Linked DNA regions of Sus scrofa: region 2 is linked to region 1. A link is a contact called in public targeted proximity ligation data. All regions are on one chromosome and are shown on one strand. The core of a region is the stretch at or near the end of the contact, and the rest is flanking DNA. Distances in the headings are between cores, read along the strand shown. Region 1 holds the start of DUSP16 (dual specificity protein phosphatase 16). Region 2 overlaps BORCS5 (a long non-coding RNA gene).

The links.
Region 2: a targeted proximity ligation map of alveolar macrophages shows a contact between it and region 1. A contact is called at or near these places in 2 of 5 promoter capture datasets (fetal liver and liver), 8 of 47 Hi-C or Micro-C datasets (embryonic fibroblasts, liver, omental adipose tissue and 2 more) and 2 of 2 datasets of targeted methods (alveolar macrophages and skeletal muscle).

What each region holds. Positions count from the first base shown.
Region 1 is chr5:59,866,594-59,871,274 of Sscrofa11.1, reverse strand. DUSP16 (dual specificity protein phosphatase 16) reads right to left here and starts at 1,373. Exons shown (of 7, transcript XM_021092338.1): 1 at 708-1,373.
Region 2 is chr5:59,980,446-59,985,650 of Sscrofa11.1, reverse strand. The region is part of intron 3 of BORCS5 (a long non-coding RNA gene); the gene reads left to right. Among named protein-coding and RNA genes, the nearest start is that of BORCS5, 90 kb to the left of the region's middle.

The DNA of each region.
Region 1 (4,681 bases), core at 124-2,623:
AGTTAATTCCCAGGTTGTTATTGTTGAAGTTTTAAAGGAAATAAGCCCGGCAGCACCTGAAATCTTCAGTCTTGCACAAATATTTTCCTCCCCGGTGTTTCATTACATGAAAAGTACACTCGATACACAGACCCTCGGTTGTCTCCCCGGGCTTTTTCCTTTCTCACGTTTTAGGGTTAGTGTAAATAAAGAAGTCACTGGCACACCGAGCCCCCAACACCCTGCCTGTGTAGGAGGGCGGGGGCAGCGCATGAAAAGCGAGTTGGTGGAAGAAAGCGGCCCCGTCACCACCCAGGTGGCCCCGCTGCTTACACCCAGGGCGAGTTGGGGATAATGGGAACCGTCAGGCCGGGGCCCCACTTGGCAGGCGTGTTGTGTAACAGTCGCGCCTGGAAGCGAGCGGCTTCGCCCGCGAAGGGACCGCGACCGCCGGCGGCTCCTGGCGGCGGGACCCGGCCGCTCGGCCCCAGTCCCCGCGCCGTCCCCCGCCCCCTCCCCGCGCGGCCCCCCTCGTCCCCCCCCCCAGCTTCCCACGCGCGCGCCGCTCCGGGCCGCGGTCGCCCCCACCCCGCCCGCCCGCCCGCCGACCCGGGCCCGGCCGCCGGGAGGGCAGAGCAGCCGGGGCGCGCGAAGGAGCGTCCATGCTGCCGGCGCGGCGGGCGCCCGGCCCCGCGCCCTCCCACCCCGCCGTCCGCGCGGCCACTTACTTGGGGAGCTACCGACCTCCCGGCTCTCTCGGGGGGAAATGAAAGTTGTCACGGCGTCTCCCCGCGGGGCCCCCTCGCCTCCCGGACCTGCGAGGCGCCGCGGCGGAGCCGGGAGGGCGGCTGCGCTCCTGCTCGCGTCCGTCCCGTCGCGCTCTCCTCCTCCTCTTCTTTTCACTATATTATCTTCTCCTGCTCGGAGGGGCGGGTGGGGGCGGGAGGCTTAGGAAGCGAGGAGAAGTTTGCAACTTTTCTTCACTCTTTCTCTCCCCCCCACCCCCGATCAGCCTTGAAAAAACACTGCTGAAAGGGGTGAGGAACCTGGGGAGGTGGGGGGGCGGCGGGGGCAGGGAGAGGTGATGATAGTCGTTTGAAAACTGATCAGAGCCCCCCAAACAGGGACACCCAGAAAGAGGGGGAAAGGCGGGGGGGGTGGGGTGGGGGTGGGGGAAAAGAGAAAGAGTCGCTGGTCAGGAAACTTCAAGCGCGGATGAGGTCATTGGTTTAAAAATAAAGAGATGGCGTCACTTGAAACCAATCCCAGTGAATGAACTCAGCGGAGCCCCGGGGAAAGGAGGAGACAGGCGAGGGCAGGGCGGTGGGCGCCGGGCGGGGCCGCGCGCCGCCCGCCCAAGTCCGGAGCGGGGCTCGGCGCCTGGTCGCGGCCGCTCGGGGAGGGGACGGGTCACGTTCCGTTCCGGGGCCCGGCGGCTCCGGGGCAGGTTCCGCGGGCGCCGCTGGGAGGAGCCGGGCGGCTGGGGGAGGCGGACCCGCGGCCTCCTCCTTCCGCGCCCGCGTGCCCGCCGCCCCCGGGGGCCCCGAACCCCGACCTCCCTGCCTGGTCTCGGCCGCGCGCCTTAGCGCCGCGCCCCAACAGGTATTTCAGGGTCGCATCCCCCACCCCCACGCCAGCGAGGAGCAGAACCTTTTCCTCCTGGTTGGGCTGTTTCCAGCTGCCTCCCCAGCGTGAAGAAACGCAAACAATGATTTGAGAGAATTACAATCGCTCTTTAAAAACCCAAAATGCAGGGCACCGCCGTCTCTTAGGAAAGAGAAGTAACAGGTACTTTAAGAAAAATCACATTCAGGTGGTCAGGCACTCAGCTGCCTCTCTGTGTCTGTCATTGAAAGCCCCCACCTGAATGCTCCTAATATTCATTATTTTACTTTGATTAAATTTACTCAACATTTCCTATTTACAAATGTAATGGGAATGAGCAGCCTAAAATGCTCTTTAGAGGTATGTTCTATATCGGGCAGCACAGAATCATCTTGAAATCAAAACAGAGGTTCACTGCCTCTTGAGAGGTGCAAGACCCCATTGATTTAACTTCACACACTTCGTGCATTTTTAAATTTGGACTAATTAAAATAGCTTTGTTTTGAAACTACATTACACACTTGGGGAAACTAGAGACCTGAGGTGGTGACAATCCAGGACTTGGAATCACTGACTAGGACAATCAGATCTTTATTCTAGTGTTCTTTGAGCATTTGAGCATGAAGCTGCTTCAACTGAGAAGTACTCACGTGGATATCACATAACAAAGATGTGATTAATGACGGAAAAGCACACTGCGAGTGAACTGCTCCAGGAGCCAGAATTTGTAGGCAGGAATAGTGTATCTCCTCAAGTGTTCCATTTGCAATGTACTCAATTTGGGACCTTGGTCCCGAAAGTCATCTTTGTTCGGAAATGTCTGTTTGGACACTTCCAGGGGCTTTTTGTTTGCTTGTTTAATTGGCAAAAGAACTGAAAAGCAGGTTTGGAGTGAGAAAGCTGAAACATCTCCATACTCCCTTTCTGCCTTTAAATCGTGCAGCTAAAGTGCATTTGCTATTATAATCATTTCAGGTTAGTATTAGGGTAAGCCTCTAGGAGCTTCCAGCCCATGTTTTAGAGGAGAAAAAGGAGTCCACCTGGAGATGGGAATGCGCTGAGCACATCAGGCAGTCACTGAAGCCTGAAGGCCATAGATTTGACCTCTTTTAAGACTTCTATGGAGGGGAAGCAATCGCTCCCTGCGCCCTGTCCTCTGGTGGCCACGGGCTGTTACTGCTTGTGCTCTTCCAGGAAAGCTCTGATAATCGACTGACCACAGTCCTGCTGTTTAGAACAGATTCTAAAGGGTAGTTGAGGAGGATCTGCATCTCCAATCTGCTCAGCTGGAGGAGTTGGGATTTGGGGGAAGGAAGGAAGAGAAAAAATCCTTGTCCTAGCAGGGATCTTGCCAGCATAAAAGACTCCACAAGAATTCGAGTTCTCTTTACATGCTACAGCTCCAGCCGCCTTACCCTGGCACATCTTGAAGCCTCTCTCTCCTTTCTTCATTTATACAATGAAATTGGAGTGTCTTCCATGTATGTGGTGCTATGATAGCTATTATGGAAGCCTCCCCAGTGTATATCATCTAATTAGGGAAACAAGACATTGATTAAAACTAATTACAAATGAAGTTAATAATTGAGTGGCATGCAATATTGGTTAAGAGTTCTGTGGAGCAAAGGAGCCAGGTAGGCTGGGGTTGTCAAGGAAGGCATCTCCTAAAGGGCTTTGACCTCATCCGTGGAGGATAGTTAAGCTTTAATTTGGGGGAAGAGGGGTCAGTGAAGAGACTCTTCTAGAAGGGAAATGGCAGAAGCAGAGACATCGAGATGGAATGGACAAGGGATGTTCAGATGAGGGACGAGTAGACCCTTCTAATAGTAGTGGAGGTTGGGGTGTCGCAATAAAGAACAAGGCTAAATTTGAGATTTAGAGGCATGTTACAGAAGTACATGGATGTTAGGATAAATAGCTTGTTACTAGTCCAGCAAGTAAGCATTGAACACATTTACTTCACTCAAAAGGAACTTTCTCCGTGTTCTACTGAAAGAGCTTCTACATCTGCCAACAACACACAGGTAGGAACAAAGTTGAAACACTACTGGTACAATTGCTCGAAGAATATGAAATATTTAGGTATATATAAATCTAACAAACTATGTCCAGGATCTGCTTGCTGAAAATTATAAAATGCTGATGAAATAAATAAAACCTAAATAATGGGAGTGATTTTCTATATCCATGGATTGGAAGACCCAATAGAGTAAATAGGTCAGTTTTTCTCAAATGGATTAACAGATTAAGACAATGCCTATCAAAACCACAGCAAGTTTTTTTTGGTAGGCATAGGCATCCTTAACCTAAAACTGCTTCCAGTATGTCTAAAGGATGGAGTAAGTGCTAGATTCCCCAAAGGTGGACAAAGAGCTCACATACTTAGGACACCAGCAAAGCAGGGGCTCTAAGGTCTTACAATCAGATAATCTAAAAAGAAGCTATTTTTGTTTCAGTACCTGTAAGGGTACAGTGTAGTATTGCTTTCAGAGTTAAATGTGAGGGAGGAGCACCAAGTTTTCTAGCTAGAATTAAAGATGAAGGTGGATGGAGCACCATAATCTTAATGCTTAGACCCTCTTCAGGTTTCAATCCATCCCTCGTTCTGGGAATATAGTTATCATGGAACTAATGTTCTAGTGGGGAGAGAAGATTCAAAACAACAGCCAGGGCTGTGACAAGATCAACTCTACAGGAGAAAAAGTGGGTGTTGTGACAGCAAATGAGTGAGGGTAACTGGGGGAGGCATTCATCGGAGGAGGGCGGGGCATTGGAACTGAGACCTGAAGGGTGGCAATCAGGGCCGGGTCTTGGCAGAGGCAGCAGGTCACTCCGAGACTGTTCAACAGAAACAGAGGACATAATAGAGAGTCCATGTGTTCCCAGAGCAAAAGGGAGGCCCTCGGGGGCTCAAAAGTATAAAACGAGGGTGAGCAGGAGCCAGACCATACAGGACTTTATAATTGCATGGTAAGGAATTTGCATTCTACTCTGAAAGATTTAAGCAGGTTAACACATGACCTGATTTATGAAGAAGATATTTAGAAGTACGCATAATAGTTTAGTTTTGAAGAGAGTCTTAATAATATTTTATAAA
Region 2 (5,205 bases), core at 1,276-3,775, 110 kb before region 1:
TGGGTGAATTTGCACGGGGAAGCTGATTTGTCACTTTAGCCGTGCACACAGGTTAGTGACACGGGCCTTTGGACTCTAGGCCAGGCATTTCAGGATAGGTGACCGGGCCCAGTGTTTAAGAGCTGGGCACCACCTGGGATCTGTCAGATTATGTCATCTCTGTCATCAGCGTCATCTCTCTCATCCTGGCCGCCTCTTGCTTCTTTCCTAAGGCACAGGACAGAGGATTTTAGCTGTAAAATCTTGACCTTCACACCACTTCCAAAGTCTGTTCTCTACTCTGAGTCAAAAGAGGGGGCTCGGAGTTCCTGTCATGGCTCAGCAGTTAACCAACCCCACTAGCATTCATGAGGATACAAGTTTGATCCCTGGCCTCACTCATTGGGTTAAGGATCCGGCGTTGCCGTGAGCTGTGGTGTAGGTCACAGACGTGGCTCAGATCTGGCATTGCTGTGGCTCTGGCATAGGCCAGCGGCTGTATCTCCGATTGGACCCCTAGCCTGGGAACCTCCATATGCCTCGGTATGGCCCCAAAAGACAAAAAGACAAAAAAGGGGGGGGGGTGTATTCATGGCTAGTTTGCGTGCATAAATGAGGGAATGAGAGAGCACATAATTAACCCAGTTTTACATCATTTAAAACCTTGGCTCAGGTTTTAAAATATTGAGTGTGTCACTTAGGCCATACAAACTTTCCTTTACGTCCCTTTAATCCTGGACATTGGGAAGGAGAGTCCAGGTTACTGCTGTGGCTCTCAGATTTTCTTCACCACCCGCCACTCCATCGCCAGCATGGCTCCTCCAGCTCTTCTCCTGATGTAGGCAGAAGAGGAGGAATAATAAAACAGCTGGGAGTTTTTTACCCTTTCACCATGTGCTGGATCTAGGATAGGGATTTTACATGCATTACATTGACTTCTGACAGGTACCGAAACCAAGGCAAACCGTTCAAAGTCACTCAGTTATTAAATGGAGGAGCTGAGACTCAGATGAGACCTAACCCCCACATTTGAGACTCCAGAGCCCATGCCTTTTCTCCTGTTCTTTTCCCTGTCTCTTGAGTTCTTGATCCAAAATTTTTCACTTCCCAACCCCTCTCCTTGTTTGTCCCTCACTTTCCCTGATCCCATCCTCCGCTTTCACAGTGTGTTTTTGTATTTTAAAGGTATCCTAAGGGGATGCAGCCACACTTAAGAAAATAACCCTGAAGATCTGTTTACATTTTGAAAGTGCCCCCCCCCCCAAAAAAAAGGGGGAGTGCCTCCTGTGTTCAGTGGGTCAAGGATCCGGCATGGATCAGTCCCTGGCCCAGGAATTTCCATATGCCATGGGTTCAGCCAAAGAAGAAAGGAAGGGAGGGAAGGAAGAAGGAAGGAAGGAAGGAAGGAAGAGAGCCAGCTAATTTTCCCATACTCCCAGTTTATCACTTTTGTGTGTGTGTGTGTGTGTGTGTGTGTGTGTGTCTTTTTTTGCCTTTTCTTGCCTTTTCTAGGGCCTCACCCGTGGCATAAAGAGGTTCCCAGGCTAGGGGTCTAATCGGAGCTGTAGCCGCCGGCCTGTGCCAGAGCCACAGCAATGCCAGATCTGAGCCATGTCTGTGACCTACACCATAGCTCATGGCAACGCCAGTTCCTTAACCCACTGAGCAAGGCCAGGGAGCGAACCCGCAACCTCATCGTTCCTAGTCGGATTTGTTAACCACTGAGCCATGACGGGAACTCCCCAGTTTATCACTTTTTTAAGAAAAGGGTTTTTCCCAGTATCTTGGATGGACCATGGTAGCAGTGAAGGTGGACGGAGGGACACTGTCAGGGAAGCTGGGCAGTGGACCGTGCTGCCCCCTCCCACTCAGGAGGGCTGCAGGGATGGAGGGCTTTAATGAAAGAAGAAGCAGAATAGGGACTTCTCAAGGCGGCCGAGGGTCTTCTAGGGTGTTTGTGGGCTCAGAACTAGCATCTGTCATAGTCCAGGGAAAGGCTGCAGCTCCAGGGTAGGCTGGAGGAGAGTGGGATTTCTGCCCTCAAGCTTTGATTTTTTTTTTTTTTTACCCTGATCTCTTTTCCTCTTTTGTGGCCTTTCAGTGTCACTCTCTAGCCCTTTTCTGATGGGGGTTGGGGGTGATAATCTGCCTGACTTGTATGTCTTTGGCTTTGGGAACCATTTAAAGGTTTTCGGCTTTTGTTCCTCCCTTCCTGCCTGGACATTATGCCTCTGACGGTAAGAAGGGGCACGGGGAAGCTGAACAAGTCCTAAAATAATCCCTGGGGCCCAGGGATGCCATGCAGATTCCCGAGATCCTCCTATGTCTTCATTCTCTTGAATACCCAGATAAAATGTGTTCCTTCACTGAGACATTCGGATACATTGTTTGAACAAAGGAAACAGGGTCACTTCAAAATGTCCATTATGTGGTAATCAATGCCATTCAGCCTGTGGTGTAATTAATGAAAACACTGGCGACAGTCTGCCCATTGTCTGTCCCTTGCGCAACAGGAAACTGCAGATGAATACGGAACTGGAGAGGGCTTACGTAATTCCAGAAGGACCCAGAAACCCCGCGCAGTTGTGACTGATATCCTCCTCAGTGCAGGTCTGGCCTACTGAGCAGGTTCCTATTCCCAAAGGACAAGGAGGCATTTGCTCAGTGTGACCCTGCCGTTTGATTTTTGACATCAGTTCGTGATAGATTTTTGTTTTCCTTGTGGCCAGGAATGGTGTCTTGAGAAACTTCTAAATCACAGTAGTGACACAGTTGTAATTCGTTTGACAAGGGACAGCTAGCTGTTGAAATGGAAGTGTCTCTGGCCATCTCTTGTTGCTGGCACAGCTGACAGCAGCATGGTTTGGGAGCCCTTCGGCCAGAAGAACTGGAGTTCAGCCCTGGCTCTGGCAGTGCCTGCTGTGTGGACTGACCCACTCGGGGGGTGGCCTTCCTCTGGAAAGTGAGGGGCGTGGGATTGAATGATTTCTGAGGACCCTTGCAGTGCTAAAATTCTGAATTCTGAGCCCCCTCAGTGAAGTCAAGGATTATGAAATGCTTGCACAAGTGAAAGGTCAGAGTACAAAGTGTACAACAAGTCTTTGCCAGTGAAAATGTCATTAAAGTTTATCTGCTACCAAATATTTTATTCCCTTTAGTCTCCTCTTAGGTTATGTTGTATGAATGTTCATGTTATGTCTGGCAAGTTGTTCTTTTTGTTATTAAGAAAATAAATAGTGGGGTTAAATTAGAAACAAAAGTATCCTTTCACTCTGCTGGAAAACTATAAAACTTCCCATTTATATTCATCTGTCAAGGATTTCAGAAAAGTGTTGAACACATTGCTCAAACTGGTATGTATGTAGTTGAAATGGTATTTGAGCTAGTGAGCTCTGTTGAAAAGGTAGATGGAGGAGTTCCATTGTGGCTCAGCGGTTAATGAACCCAACTAGTACCCATGAGGATGCAGGTGGGATCCTTGGCCTTGCTCAGTGGGTTAAGGATCTGGCATTGCCATGAGCTGTGGTGTAGGTTGCAGACTTGGCTTGGATCCTGCCTTGCTGTGGCTATGGTGTAGGCTGGCAGCTGTAGCTCCGATTTGACCTCTAGCCTGGAACCTCCATATATATGCCTTGGGTGTGGCCCAAAAAAGGAAAAAAAAAAAAGATAGATGGAGATTAGGCAAAAAAGCACTATTTTGAATTCTGTCTTCACTGTTAGTATGAGCTGTAGGACCCTGGACACGTTTTAGGATCTCTGACTCCCTGATTCTGCAGCTCCAGTAGGAGAAAGGTATTTTCCCTATAGGATTGTTGTGAGCAATAGGGATAATATACATGGTGTATATAGTACAATGCCTGACATTTAATTGATACTCGTGAATAGTAATTATAACTGTTATAAACATTGTTTTATTACATTAATAAAAATAACTAGGGAATGACTAAATGTTACGTAACGTGTTCTACCTTCCTCATCCTCATAATGATGTTCATTCATTCATAGATGGCTAAAAAAATAGTCCCCACTAGAATGGATTTCAGCTCTTGTTTTTGGTAGACCGTGTAGACCAAGATTTGCCAGAGAGGGATTTCTCTTCTTGTCTAACTTACAGATCAAAGGTGTGAGATGAGAATAAATGACAAGAGTTTACTTGTATAAGCGCCCATTGCAAACTGTTGTCTTCAGAAACAGAGTCACTGCAGAATGTCCAGTTATGTGGTAACTGGTGCCATTTAGCTCATGGCGTCATTAATGAAAACGTCTGCCCATTGTTTGTCAGTTGTGCAAGAGAGAGGTATCCTGGGGAAGATTCCCACAGAGAGCTCCCAAAACCTCTGTGGGAATGGAAATCTGGAGGAGGCTCAGAAAGCCAGACAACACAGAGCTGACGCAGAACAGCTTTTGTTGCAGTCTGGTATACCCTAACCTTTAGGATCTGTCCGAATCCCCACTAGATGGGTGGGGATTGAAGATGGAGGGTGGGCTAGAATGTACCAACCATTGATTGGTGGCAGGGGCAATCCACTCTCTGAAGTGGAGACAGCTAGTAGCATGAGTCAGAGGGAAAATCAGGAGGGGGCTGATGGATGAACGTTCAACAACTATGCCCCAGCAGTGGGTTCTTAGAGTTGAAGAAAGACCCTAAGAAGAAGGTGCTTCTAGTTGGAGTGACATTAAGAATGTGGCGCAGTGGAAACGAATCCAACTAGGAACCATGAGGTTGTAGGTTCAATCCCTGGCCTTGCTCAGTGGGTTAAGGCTCTTGGTGTTGCTGTGAGCTGTGGTGTAGGTCGAAGATGTGGCTCAGATCTGGCGTTGCTGTGCCTGTGGCGTAGGCCGGTGGCAATAGCTCCAATTCGACCCCTAGCCTGGGAACCTCATCTCGCCGTGGGTGAGACCCTCAAAAGACAAAATACAAAAAAAAAAAAAAAAAGAATGTGGCTTCTAAAGGTAAGAATTAGTAAGGAAGGTTCCAGGAAATTACTAAGAAATTGAGTTTGAGATGCCACTCACCCTTTTATAGTGTACAATGCAGTGGTTTTTAGTATATTCACAAAGTTGTGCAGCCAACATCAGTAATTCCAGAACATTTCATCCCCCCAAAGAAGCACTATATAAATTAGCAGTCACTCTCATGTTCCATCTCCTCTCCCTGGCAATCACTATTCTACTTCCTGTCTCTGGATTGCCTACTTCATGTAAATGGAATCATATACGTTGTGG